2 separate regions of the Salmo salar genome follow, and region 2 is linked to region 1. The links are chromatin contacts, called in public Hi-C maps. All regions are on one chromosome and are shown on one strand. The core of a region is the stretch at or near the end of the contact, and the rest is flanking DNA. Distances in the headings are between cores, read along the strand shown.

Region 1 (6,641 bases), core at 3,656-6,155:
GGACATCGGCTGCGTGTCTCTGGAGCTCCTTCCGGTCAGAGGTCTTGAAGGAGCATCCCTCCTGGAAGCAGGCCAGTGGCTGGCTGTCCCGCGACGTGTGGTGAGACTTCATGTGGGCCTTGAGCGCCTGGCTCTGTCGGAAGCTCTGGCCGCAGGTGGGGCAGGGGTAGATTTCCGGGTGGATGTCGCCCCCTACCTCGTTGGAGTGCACACTGGCCAGGTGGCGGTGGAGCGAGTTGCGCTCCACAGAGGCGTAGTCGCACAGGTGGCAGCGATGGACCTTCTGGCCAGACTCGCGAAGCATGTGGATGCGCAGCTTGCTCTTGCTGGTGAAGTAATGGTTGCAGGTGGGGCACTGGAGACTGGGGTCTGGGAAGTGGAGGTGGAGGTGCTCCAGCAGGTGGGAGCGCATCTTGAAACAGCGGCGGCACTCGGGGCAGATGTGAGTACGATACATATGCTCCATGCCTGCCATAATATGATCTTCAGGACAGGGAGGAGATGCGGGTGTTATCTTTTGTAATGAAACAAATGAAACAGAACAACTTATTTCCTAGTATGTAAATGTAGACCTAGATTTACTGACATAAACCTGATTTAAAGAAATTTTCAAAAGTATGGTTAGCACAACATTTATCTGATATTTGATGACCTGGCAAAACCCTACCTCACCAGAAAACTTGAATGGTCCTTAACACAGAAGAGAAGAACAACAAAGCCAAAGCAGGACTAGAGATCCCACACTACCTTTAGATGGGTTCTCATTGATGTTCGTAGCTGCTTTGTCTTTTTGCACCTCCTCTCTAGCTCTATTGTCAATGTTGTGCTGCTGTGTCTCTTCTTCATCCTCATCATCTTCTTGTGATGATGACACATAAGCTGGATTGCGTTTCCGGGCCCTTCTTGGCCTTCCAGAGCTGGTCTCAAGAGCCGATTGGCTGCTTCCACCCTGGCCTATTGTTGTTGGCTCCTTGTCACCTGAGCACAAAAATGTACACAAATTGAGGCATTCAGTGTTGGCTCTACCCTAAATATAACAATGTGTGTGGTGAGTATTCGTTTGTGGGGAGAATGATGCATTTATTCTAAAAGCTTACCCTCAGGTGCAGCAAGTGGACGGTCATGTTCCACACCATGGGTACTCAGCTGTTTAGCATGAGCGGTCACAAAGTCACAGCGGGGGCAGTGGAAAGGCATATGGATACGCCAGTGGCCCTCCATCTCTGAACGTGTGCGGAATGCCAAGGTGCAGGACCGGAAGGTACAAGAGACGAGGGTGAGAGCATGCTGTGAGTGCAGGTGTTCCTGGTACACCAACCGGTGTGAAGTGCTGAACTGGCAACCCTCCTCGGAGCAGTGGAACGGACCTGTGAGTTCCTCCCTCCGATGGCTTTGGAAGTGGTGTTTCAGTGCACCTGGCATGGTAAAGACCTCATCGCACAAAGGACACTTATAACGGGTCAACTGTCCCTTTTTGGTGAAGTCCACAGTGCAAAGGTGAGAGGAAAGGCGGCTGCTATCTGAGAATTCCTTCCCGCACTTTTCACAGAGACACAACCCCTCAGTCTCCATTGGCTCATTTGTCTGTTGAGAAAATATTAAGAGCATTATGCAATATAACATGACAGGCAATTAATACTAAATAACAATGAGTTAGTGTGCCTATCACCAAGGACTATGCCAATCAATCAAATGTATTTATAAAGCCCTTTTTACATCAGCTGATGTCACAAAGTTCTGTACAGAAACCCAGCCTAAAACCCCAAACAGCAAGTAATGCAGGTGTAGAAGCACAGTGAAATGTCAACTACCGGAGCTACCTGGTCACACAGGGAGGAATATACAATAAAATGTTTACCTTAGGTGTCCCAACCTATGTATTTTCAGTTATAGGCACTGTGTTGTTTCATAGTACTGTTTACAACTGTTTTAAACTGTTTGCATCCATGCAAAAAAACTCACAACTGAGTGATTAAAATCAATGGGGTAGGATTAGCCTAGTCAAAGCTCTCCTCTGTCCTGGCACCCCAAATGTGGGACCAGCTTCCCCCTGAAACTAGGACAGCAGAGTCCCTGCCCATCTTCCGAAAACATCTGAAATCCTACTTCTTCAAAGAGTATCTAAAATAATCCCACAGCACCCCCGCTTCACAAAAAAATAAATATAGAGCCAATCAGCATTGAGCTAAATTGAGCAAGCTCAACTGTGAATGGTCCTGGTAAACACAAAAAAAATATGTAACGGGTAGACCGTTAGGATTTGGCTTTACAGTCACATTGCATTAAAAGCCATTGCATCGTTGTGTTTTTGTCCTCCAGTGGCAAGCTAGCTAAAATTGTTCCTTTCCTAAATTAGCCATGGATGGAGATGGATGGAGATAGGGATTTGTGGTTTTTCTTAATTCTCCGTACTGGTCAATGATTATGTGGTGTATTGTTTTTGCTACCTTTTTTTCACCTGTGTAATTCTGGCCTTCTCCTGCTTATTCTGGGGTTTGGACTAAATGCTGTGGAAAATGTGCTGCTCACAAATGACAAGCAACATGGACCTGTTAAATTGACAAGGGTGTTGATATAGCTGCATTTAGGCATGCCTTCCTTGTTTTGAGTCAGTTAAGTGTTTCTCATTCTGCTGGATTTGACCTAGTATTTTATATTAAACCTAACTTACGCATCCAGTTGTTTATCCATTTGTAACTCACCCACCAAAAATCACAATATGCTGTTTTACATGTTGTTATTTGTGCTGGTGTAAATCTTAAACTAGAAAAGTAGAAGAATATGTGTGCTCTCGGATATTACAATATTTTCACATGGTGCTCTGTGATGTCCCAGAATTATGGCATTGATGAATAAATCATTAACATTCACTAGATGTTTATATTTTATGTATAAAACACATTTGGATGAATTGTTTACCATTTTGTTTTCTTTAAAACAATGGTAATTGTTGGAGTTCAGGTGATTGATGGGTGACTAGGTGCATTCTTGTCAAATAAATACGCTTATTTATTCATGGTTATGGATTCATTCTGCAATGAGTTCATTTGGCTTTGAATCTGCAACAGAACATGTCAAAGTTAGTGCATTTAGACCTTCACTTTTTCTACATTTTATATTACAGCCTTATTCTACAATGATTAAATAAAATAAAACATCCTTAATCTACACACAATAACCCATAATGACAAAAAACAGGTTTTAAGAAATGTTTGCAAATGTATAAAACTTTATTTTAAAAAAAAACGTATTTACATAAGTATTCAGACCCTTTGCTATGAGACTTAATTGATCTCATGTGCATCCTGGAAAGGCACACACCTGTCTATATAGGGTCCCACAAAGCAAAGAACCAAGCCATGAGGTCGAAGGAATTGTCCGTAGAGCTCAAAGACAGGATTGTGTCGAGGCACAGATCTGGGGAAGGGCACTAAAAAAATGTCTGCAGCATTGAAGGTCCCCCAAGAACACACTGGCCTCCATCATTCTTAAATGGAAGAAGTTTGGAACCACCAAGACTCTCTTCCTAGAGCTGGCTGCCTGGCCAAACTGAGCAATCGGGGAGAATGGCCTTAGTCAGGCAGGTGACCAATGCTTCAGAGTTTCTCCGTGGAGATGGGAGAACCTTCCAGAAGGACAACCATCTCTGCAGCACTCCACCAATCAGGCCTTTATGGTAGAGTGGCCAGACAGAAGACACTCCTCAGTAAAAAGGCACATGACAGCCCACTTGGAGTTTGCCAAGATTGAACACTTTGGCCTGAATGCCAAGCGTCACGTCTGGAGGAAACCAAGCACCGCTCATCACCTGGCCAAAACCATCCCTACGGTGAAGCATGGTGATGGCAGCATCATGCTGTGGGGATGTTTTTCAGCGGCAGGGAATGGGAGACTAGTCAGGATCGAGGGAAAGATAAACAGAGCAAAGTACAGAGGGATCTTTGATGAAAACCTGCTCAGACTGGGATGAAGGTTCACCTTCCAACTCCCCAAATACAGGTGTGTACGCTTGTAGCATCATACCCAAGAAGACTTGAGGCTGTAATCACTGCCAAAGGTGCTTCAACAAAGTACTGAGTAAAGGCACCTAAAGCCTACATGAAATCCCCTTCGAGAAAAATAAATGGTGAAAAAAATGATTGGAACCATTTCTGTGTTCGTCCGCTAGGTTTTATGGGTATTGTGACGAGCCCACTGTGGCCCGTCTATAAAAACTAAGTACTAGCTAATAAACACAATTAGCATTCGAAATTATGTTTTGAGTTCTCCAGTAACAAATTCATTAATAGCAGTTCTGAATAATGACAGCGCTTATGAAACAGAATTCTGACCAACTGCGTCAACTTCTGAGATTCTTTCTCTTGAAAACAATGCATTTTACCCCGTCAGACCTTTCTAAATGGACCTTTATTCTGATGGATACCGTTACATATGTTTACATGTAATGAATATAAACAAGCGAAGTCATTTAATGAGCCTGTCTTACCTTAATAAGGTATTGAAGCTGGGTAGATTGTTTTTACTTTGCTAAATCGCCACTTCAATGACCAAACGACGCCATCACTATGTTTATTTTGGTGGAGCAATGAAGTATTTCCAGTTGAAAGTATCTCATCATAATTCCTTGCATACTCAGGGCGTATATGTACAGCATAAATATATAGCTAGCTAGGTATATTGTTGACAATTAAAATCATTTTCGGTAATTTAAGTTTGGTCTAGCATTAATAATGACGCTGCATTTGAAGACCAAGAACTAACATCAACTGCGCCCTGAAAAGACGGAGCTATTTTCATAGAACACCGGCAGTATTATAGAGGTCGCCACATGATTCACGGCAACAACATGAACAAAGATTTTGTATAACTAATACCTCATTCTATCCGTGACATTAGCGTCCCGCGAGCAACGTTAAAACTTCCAGTTTTCCGATTTGCCTTCAAAATAAAGGTATTCGGTAAAACGCTGTTTATGATAGGACATCTCACAGTAGTTTGATGGTGACACCTTATTTGGGAAGGTAATGGTTGGAAGGGAATACATGGAATGTCATTGAACTCATAAAACACATGGTTTCCATGTGTTTGATATCATTCCATTCACGCCATTCCAGCCATTATTATGAGTTGTCCTCCCCTCAGCAGCCTCCTGTGAAATCAATATTTTTTGGCAGCTTTGCATAGTCATAGAGCATAATGTTAAAATTGTTACAAAATTATAACTACAGGATCCTATCACAGTTTTTATTTATTTACAATTTGCTTGAGATGCATTCCTGGATGATTATATGGCCGAGTAGCTTATAGCCTCGTGACTTATCCTAGTAGCGTCCTGTAGTGGCTGAAAGCCTCGTGTCTTATCCTAGTAGCATCCTCTTGTGGCTTAAAGCTGATGGGGGGTCACCTTGGGGTCATAATAGGGGCTGCACCAAATGTTTGATGTATAATAATAATTGATTATCTTTATGTTGTATTAATAGAAGGGGAAGGGCTATAAGACCCCTCCCTCAATACATTTATAGGGTCCTGGACTACAGATTAGCAATATATATATACATTATAAGGTTTAATATTGTTCCACAGTTCTTTTCTAGTCTCTGCTTCTATTAAGAAACGGTCTGAGAGATGTGTCAGTTATTGCAGTCAAAACAGGGTGTCTGTGAGAAAGCGCCTCAAGGCTAAAATAGATTCATAGACACAGAACCCTGCAGGGGAGTGAAAGAGATAAGCGACAAGTCAGACATACCACTATAAAGCAACTTGGGGAGTGGAAAATTACTGCTGAGCCCTTAAAAAACACTGGAACAATTGTTCTCTCCTGAAAATGTGTATAACTGTATATGCATGGGCTTGGTCTCATGAGTAGAAGGTGTTGACATAGGAACTTAGATCACTAGGGGTTGACTGCAAGCATATTAAAGAAGCTTGGACCTTTTTTATGTTGCAGAACTTACTCAGAAACATGCGTGCTATGTTCCCGTTGTCAACTTCTGTCTGCAATTGCATTAATAAAGGTTTTTGATTGATTTACTTAAAGATATTGTCTGATTGCTGATTTCACCAATAAGCAAATGATTGACAAGGAACAAGGAACCTACCCCAACAAAGCCGTGTCTTATCCTAGTTCTGTGAAACCATAAAGCTGTGTGCTATGCCCAGCAGTTGTCTGACTATCTTTAGCTAATAAATACAAATGATTTGGTAATTCAGAGTTTGTGACTATTTAACTATGAAACAGAACATATCCGCCAATGCAGTTCACTGTATATGGAATACATATTGGACTTTAGAGGAAAAAGTTTACTACCTGTCTCAGCTAAAGTGAGGTGGAAAAGACTCAGTAGGGTCTCTACTAACCAAATGTTTCGTTTTGGAGGGGGGCTGTGTCATGTGGACTGTTGCTGGCTTTTTACTCCACCCCCTCCATAGCCCCCAATAGAGCTTGCCAGCTTGTAGTCTTAAAAAACAGAAATGAATTACCTCTGGTTCATTCAGCCATTCCTATGGAGAAAGAATAGGGTTTTGGGATAAACACTGAAAATAAGGACTGAAGTTATCTTATACGTTTTGTTCTATGAGATAGTATCAATCAGTTAACATTACCTTTATGAATTATGAGGTCTTTATGTTTCTTCTGATTA
Region 2 (7,223 bases), core at 3,927-6,426, 320 kb before region 1:
GGGTTCTGTGAAAAGTCTGCATATACCAGCTGGACTAGCAGTTAATGGCAAGCAAAAGATACAGTAAACAATAAGCTGTTGAACTAAAATAGCAGGATATTGTGGTTCCCTTTTAATGGCCTTCCTTATGGCTATGATACAGAAGACTTTTCCAATATGGGGACAACAGTTCAACTTAGTGAGTTGTCATGTCAGTGACCTTGCTTCTTTATTCAACAGATTGTTCCTTGCACAATGAGAGGCCAGTGCATTGAGGAAGCAACAATTGTCTAGGCACCAACTTTGAAGGGGGGGGAATTACTTACAAAATTGTGTATAACATTTGTGAGAGTCCACACCACAGGTACACTGAAGAAGGGTATGCTCAAGAGCACAATGTGAAGCATTCCAACACCGAGGGCATAGGTGAGCCAGATCCCTCGACTGTTCATGACCCGAGTGTTGGGGTTCACCTCACTGTGCGCTACGCCAACATTCATTTTGTTTCTGTGAACAAGAGGAGTATGAGGATTGTGTTACTGATGAATACACCTTATTCCTTTGAAAACATCACAAAAATGTGTCACTCATAAATTATCCCAACAGGGAGCCAATTACTACTGCAATACACAAAGTTCATAGCCTGCAGGTACAAGATAGATTACGCAAATATAATGAACATGATCTGCTTAGGCTATGTAGTACACTTTCACCTTTCTTGCACAACAATACCTCTTGCTGTTGTTTTCAGACAAATCATTAAAATGACGCTTTCCACAACATGACATATGTAACCTATTTGGACTTTAATTGTCTGAGAGTTGCTTTTCAGACCATTGGTTGGCTTGAGATTGAAAGTTTGAAGTTGCGTCATAAATTCTCAGATTTCTCAAGTTCTTGATAATGGTGATGTTGAAAAACTTAACTGTGGGCAAGTAACTATCCTTGTTCATATACCAGTATGCTTGGAATAGGGTTAGCTGGTATCTCAGCCATGTGGAGAAAGTGTGTAGCATTTTCGCTTTCAAGCATCAAAGGGGAAACCAACCTATTCACTTGCAAATGTCCCATGAGGGTCATACATTCAAAAGCAGCTGCACTGAGGCTTTTCATTTGAAAAGTGCAGCAACAATGCTATGGCAGACACTTGCTTGCTCTGATGACCTTCCCACTGACTCTTATTACCCTGTTACATGGGTTCTGATCTGTTCCCTAGAGCACCAAACAACATTCCCTAAAATGTTCCCTAAAACCCGTAATATTATAGGCAAAGATGGACTCTATAAAACATATACAGTGCATTCAGAAATTATTCAGGCCCCTTGACTTTTTTCAAGTTTTGTTACATTACAGCCTTGTTCTAAAATTGATTAAATTGTATTTTTTTTTTACCTCAATCTACGCACAATACCTCAATGACAAATCAAAAACAGTATATATATATATTTTTTTGCAAATGTATAAAAAAAAAAAAATGAAATCACATTTACATAAGTATTCAGACCATTTACTCAGTACTTTGTTGAAGCACCTTTGGCAGCGATTACAGCCTTGATTCTTCTTGGGTATGATGCTACAAGCTTGGCACACCTGTATTTGGGGAGTTTCTCCCATTCTCTGCAGATCCTCTCAAGCTCTGTTAGGTTGGATGGGGAGCATTGATGCACAGCTATTTTCAGGTCTCTCCAGAGATGTTTGATCGGGTTCAAGTCCGGATGGGCCACTCAAGAACATTCAGAGACTTGTTCCAAAGCCACTCCAGCATTGTCTTGGCTGTGCGCTTAGGGTCGTTGTCCTGTTGGAAGATGAACCTTCGCCCCCAGTCGGAGGTCCTGAGCAGGTTTTCATCAAGGATCTCTGTACTTTGCTCCGTTCATCTTTCCCTCGATCCTGACTAGTCTCCCAGTCCCTGTTGCTGAAAAACATCCCCACAGCATGATGCTGCCACCACCATGCTTCACTGTAAGGATGGTGTCAGGTGTCCTCCAGACGTGACGCTTGGCACTCAGGCCAAAGAGTTCAATCTTCGTTTCATCAGACCAGAGAATCTTGTTTCTCATGGTCTGAGAGTCTTTAGGTGCCTTTTGGCAAACTCTAAGCGGGCTGTCATGTGTATTTTACTGAGGAGTGGCTTCCGTCTGGCACTCTACAATAAAGGCCTGATTGGTGGAGTGCTGCAGAGATGGTTGTCCTTCTGGAAGGTTATCCCATCCTCACAGAGGAACTCTGGAGCTCTGTCAGAGTGACCATGGGGTTCTTGGTCACCTCCCGGGGCCAAGATTTGGTACCCTTCCCCAAATCTGTGCCTCGACACAATCCTGTCTCGGAGCTCTGCGGATAATTCCTTTGACCTCATGGCTTGGTTGTTGCTCTAACATGCACTGTCAACTGTGGGACTTTATATAGACAGGTGTGTGCCTTTCCAAAATATGTCCAATCCATTGAATTTACCACAGGTGGACTCCAAGTTGTAGAAACAGCTCAAGGATGATCAATGGAAACAGGATGCACATGAGCTCAATTTCAAGTCTCTTAGCAAAGGGTCTTAATACTTATGTAAATAAGGTATGTTTATTTTTAATAGATTTGCAAAAATGTCTAAAAATCTGTTTTTGCTTTGTCATTATGGGGTATTGTGTGTAGATTTGAGGGGGGGGGGGGTTATATAATCCTTTTTAGAATAAGGCTGTAATGTAACAAAATGTGGGAAAAGTCAAGGGGTCTGAATACTTCTCGAACGCACTGCATAAAATGCTTGGAGGATTGATTGTACATTAAACTTCCTCCATTTCCATAGAAATAAGGCATTGTTGACATTGAGTGAATGTGTTCAATGTTTCTTTTGAAGGAGAGCTAACTTGTTGCCAATGATGGTTCCTAGGAATTTGTAGTCCTCCACTCGCTCAATGATCTGTCTCCAGTGGTGGGGATGGTAGGTTGGTCTCTTCTGTAGTCAATGACCAGGTCTTTGGTTTGGTTGCATTGAGGTCCAGGTAGTTCTGTATACACCACAGTAAAAACTTGTCCAATTCAGCCTGGAGGTGCCCCTCTGAGTTGCCTGCAATGTCCATAATTACTGTGTCATCTGAATACTTGATGAACATCATCTCTGGGTCTGAGCTCCTAAAACAGGTGAGATGACGGAACCTTGTGGTGATCCTGTAAAGATGGTTCTGGACAAGCTGCAATGAGACAATTAAATCTGACCAGCTGTTCTCCATTTGTCAGAAAGGAGAGGACCCAGAGAATCAGATGTGGATTGACATTCATGTTCTGGAGCTTTTAACCCATTAAGTGAGGACTATATTAAAAGGCACTGGAGAAATCTACAAATACCATCCTGACGCATGTCTTGGGTTTCTCCAGGTGGGTATAGGCACAGTGCAGTAGGGACAGAACTGCATCAACACCCCTGTGCCGCTTGTAAGCAAACTTGAGTGGGTCTGTATAAGAGCATACCTCCTTTTGTAGCTGAGGGAGAATCAGCCGTTCAAAGCGCTTCATCACCAAATATGTTAAAGTTACAGGGCGGTAGTCATTGTTGCAGTAGGGGTTGCTCTTGTTAGGTACTGGGTATATGGTGGATGATTTCCATATTGAGTGTTCTGCCAGAGTGCGGGTAAAAAGCTCACAGAAAACACCTGACAGTTGCGTATGGCAAATCTTTAGTAGGCAACCACTAATGTTGTCTGGCCAAGGTACTTTATCCTTTTAAATACAGCGTCTTCATCTTTTGGTTGAAGCACAACATTTGTTACAGTGTGTGACATGTTAGATAGGTCAGAGATCAGCTCCTTCTTTTCCATTGCAAAGTCATATTGGTCAAATCTACAACAACAACAAAAACACCCCTCCAAGCACCTCTGGCTTTACCTTCCTGAAAGAGCCTTTCCACCTTCTCCTTGTACACTCTCTTGGCCTATTTCATCGGTTTATTTAATTTGGATTGAATTAGTTTACCTTCAATCTTGTTGCCAGTGGTAAATGCTATTTTCAGATCCTTTGTGATCATGGGTTTGTTGTTAGAACATAACTTTTAAGTTTTGGAAGGAACAATAATATCCTCACAGAATTTGTGGCCTCAAGACTTGCTCCCTCTGAACACACTCCAGTCTGCACAGTCAAAGCAGCCCTCTAAGGTCTCACTGGCATCATTCTCCCATTTTCTGACCACTTTCTTAACCACATCTTCCGTTGTAGTTTGGTGCAATAGGCTGGGATTAGATGTATGGTGATCTGGGGTACTAAGGGGTGTTTTTTTAATCGCTTTGTATGCATTTTTTAAATATATATTTTTTAATCATTTTCCATAAACATATTAAGTCTGATGTATTATAAGTATCTGTATACATGTCAATATGGCCCTCATCTTTCATCGGCGATAAACAAAATCCTTCAAATAAAAGAAGATATTGTAGCAGTTTTGCACAGATCCATACAGCTATGGGTGCCCCCATCCGATCATGCTAACGTTAGATAGCGAATTAGCACAGGTGGTGCCTGTCTTCCATCTGTTTTCCATTAAAACAAAGCGCTGTAACATGGAGATATGGCCATGTGGGAACACTAACCCTATAAAAAAAAAGGTGTGTATCAACTTAAATACTTTTCAAAAAACAAAAGGTTCTGACTGATATGAAAGATAAGATCCTTATGCTTCCAAAACTGTAGCGCAAGCCATGCGTGTTAATGATCAGACCGAGCGTCGGGGCTCTTAACAAAACGCCCCAGTGCAGAAGATGCCTTCATCCAATGACTTACGTTTAATGCAATGGAACTGAGAGTCACGATCAATGGCTAATTTCTAGTTAGCTTAGCTAGCTAAGCCGCACGCTAACATTAGCTAGGTAACTACCATTACGTTCACCTTTCTATAAGTGTCAGCTAATGATTCAGCTGGAAATTAAGTAGCTAGTTTACGTTAGCCAACAGCCAAGCTCCAGCTACTTTCAACAAGTCAAGTGAAGTGTTGTACGCTTGAAACAACACCAGTTGAATTGCTAACTTGCTAGCTAGCTATTTTTTCGTGAAAATAGGAATACATAAGTCACAATATTTGCATATCAATAGTGTTATCAAATATTTTAACAAACAGTCAACACAGATATGGCCATGTACTTACCGGAGTACCTTGTTATGAATCGGTTTTTAAACGTGGCAGTAAGAACGACAGAAAGGCCAAGCTCCCCTTCACTAGCGGCACAAACGATGACGTCACTTTTGAGTTGAAATTAGGAATCTTAAAAAAAAAAAAGACTTTCAAAACATTGCAATGTGGATAACTCATTCAAAGATATTACATTTGAATCAATGTCATTTTTTTAATAGTGCGTATAAGCAAATGCAAGGAGGACTTTATCGAAACAATTATACAAATAGTCTCCTAAATAAAATAAAAATAAGACCACTATCGAAAAATACATTGTTCAGATTGGTATGTTCAAAACATTGGGCTGTAGAGAAAAAACGATTCTATGTGCTGAGGTAAAAGTGGGGTTGGGAATACTCAGTTGGGTCTGTAGTTTCGATACATGCAGTTATTTCATGGGGACTGAGGTCTAACTACTCAGCAGCACTTTCTACTCCACCCACTCCATTGGTCCCAATGCGATACACTATGGGCCTATAAATTACATATTGGCTTATAGAGGAAAAAAAACGATTCTATGTGCCGAAGTAAAGGTAGCGTTTGGATTACACAGTAGGGTCTGTAGAATATATATTATATATGGTGTCATTACTTGGGGGACTGAGGTCTAAATACCTAGCAGCACTTTCTACTCCACCCACTCCATTGGTCCGAAGCAAAACACAATGGGGCCGATTCCGACCCTTGTTAAGCAGTGCATAAATGGAACATAATTCACTTTTTATGCACTTTTCTCTATGTCCCTGATTCCTACCCGAGTTAAGCGCACGTAAATGAAACGTTATTCCCTTTAATGCACTTTTCTCTCTGTGTATTCTGACCTTGAATTTAAGTTTGAGTTATTCACCCTCTATTGATTCTTGGTGGAGATCTAAGAATTGGAGGTGTCTACAGATAAGCTGTGTTCTGACCTTGACTTAATTTCCTCATAATTCCACCACATTTACACGCAAGGAAACCATGAATAAGGTAGCGCGAACCGGCCGGTTCCAAGTGGGAAAAGGTATCTACTTTATTTTTTCTGATATAAATAACAGCATTCTTCATGCACCTTAATAATACAAGCTATTGATAAGAGCTAGGTAAATTAGTAAGGTAAAGAGGATTGTAAATACACATAGCAATTGTTTTAGAGAAATTTTCCTTATGATTTCTGGAGATGAATGTGAAACCAGCCATATGGAATCAAATTGAAAATAATATCAACATGACATATTTTCCACTGTGAAATAGGCTGTAAATAGCTGTGCCGTTATTCAGAATTTTAATTGTGTGCCCTCATAATTTGCGTGGATGAAATTTGGACACCCTAGCTATAGGCTTCTGTTGGGCTGAACCTGCTGAGAGGATGTATGCACTTAAGAATGTTTTAATTATAGCCTATGCCCAGGCTTTTCTCTATTTTATTTTACAATTTGTATCATGTAAAATGTTAGCCACTTCCGGGAAGCCACCGTCAGTAATACCCACATACATTTATAACTGTCACTTTAGTGTTTGTTTTCTTCAATTTGTAGCTTATCTTTTTGCATCATTCTATTCTATTCCATTTACCTTTCTTTGTTTTTCCTGAGGGTCGCTAGCATTAGTGGATCATATTATGCTAACATTGTGCAATAATTTGGGACGTGCAGCCAGTTTGAATCCTTATGGAATCATTATGAAACCTGGTGCATGGTTCACAACTACACCGTTGTCATACAGTTCCATGATTAGTGACAATTAGGTTAGATTTATAGGACTATTGTTCAACCCCTATTGTACACTTTTATCCACCTTCTAATGTTCCATGGATTGAACTTGAATATGACAACAGTCTGGATGAATTCAAACCAGTGTATTTTTTATTCCTTAATATATTATAGTGTATAAAGGCTCTCCAAATCTGTTTTTGTATGATTCATACATACTTTCCTAACCTTAAAATTTGCCTAAATAATCTACAAGATCAGAGTATTTTTAAATCTACCAGTTGGTACTGAGGCGGAGACGAATATGCATATATTTAGATGGCTTTCTTTCATCGATCCCTATATTCTGACACTGTTCTCTCGGTGTATTCTAGTGAGTCTGTTGACAAAATTCTAATTAAAGG

The links. Hi-C and Micro-C count contacts between places; a contact is called where the count stands out from the background.
Region 2: a contact with region 1 is called in a Hi-C map of gill, with 4 times the contacts expected there. The contact joins the promoter of ormdl1 here to the promoter of znf142 in region 1. A contact is called at or near these places in 3 of 3 Hi-C or Micro-C datasets (blood, gill and muscle).

Annotation. Positions count from the first base shown.
Region 1 is chrssa21:11,776,385-11,783,025 of Ssal_v3.1, reverse strand. It overlaps znf142 (zinc finger protein 142), which reads right to left and starts at 4,905. Exons shown (of 9, transcript XM_014164272.2): 1 at 4,487-4,905; 2 at 2,920-3,059; 3 at 1,098-1,584; 4 at 748-978; 5 at 1-483. The coding sequence starts at 2,922.
Region 2 is chrssa21:12,093,030-12,100,252 of Ssal_v3.1, reverse strand. ormdl1 (ORMDL sphingolipid biosynthesis regulator 1) reads right to left here and starts at 5,176. Exons shown (of 4, transcript NM_001146469.1): 1 at 5,102-5,176; 2 at 306-486. The coding sequence starts at 479.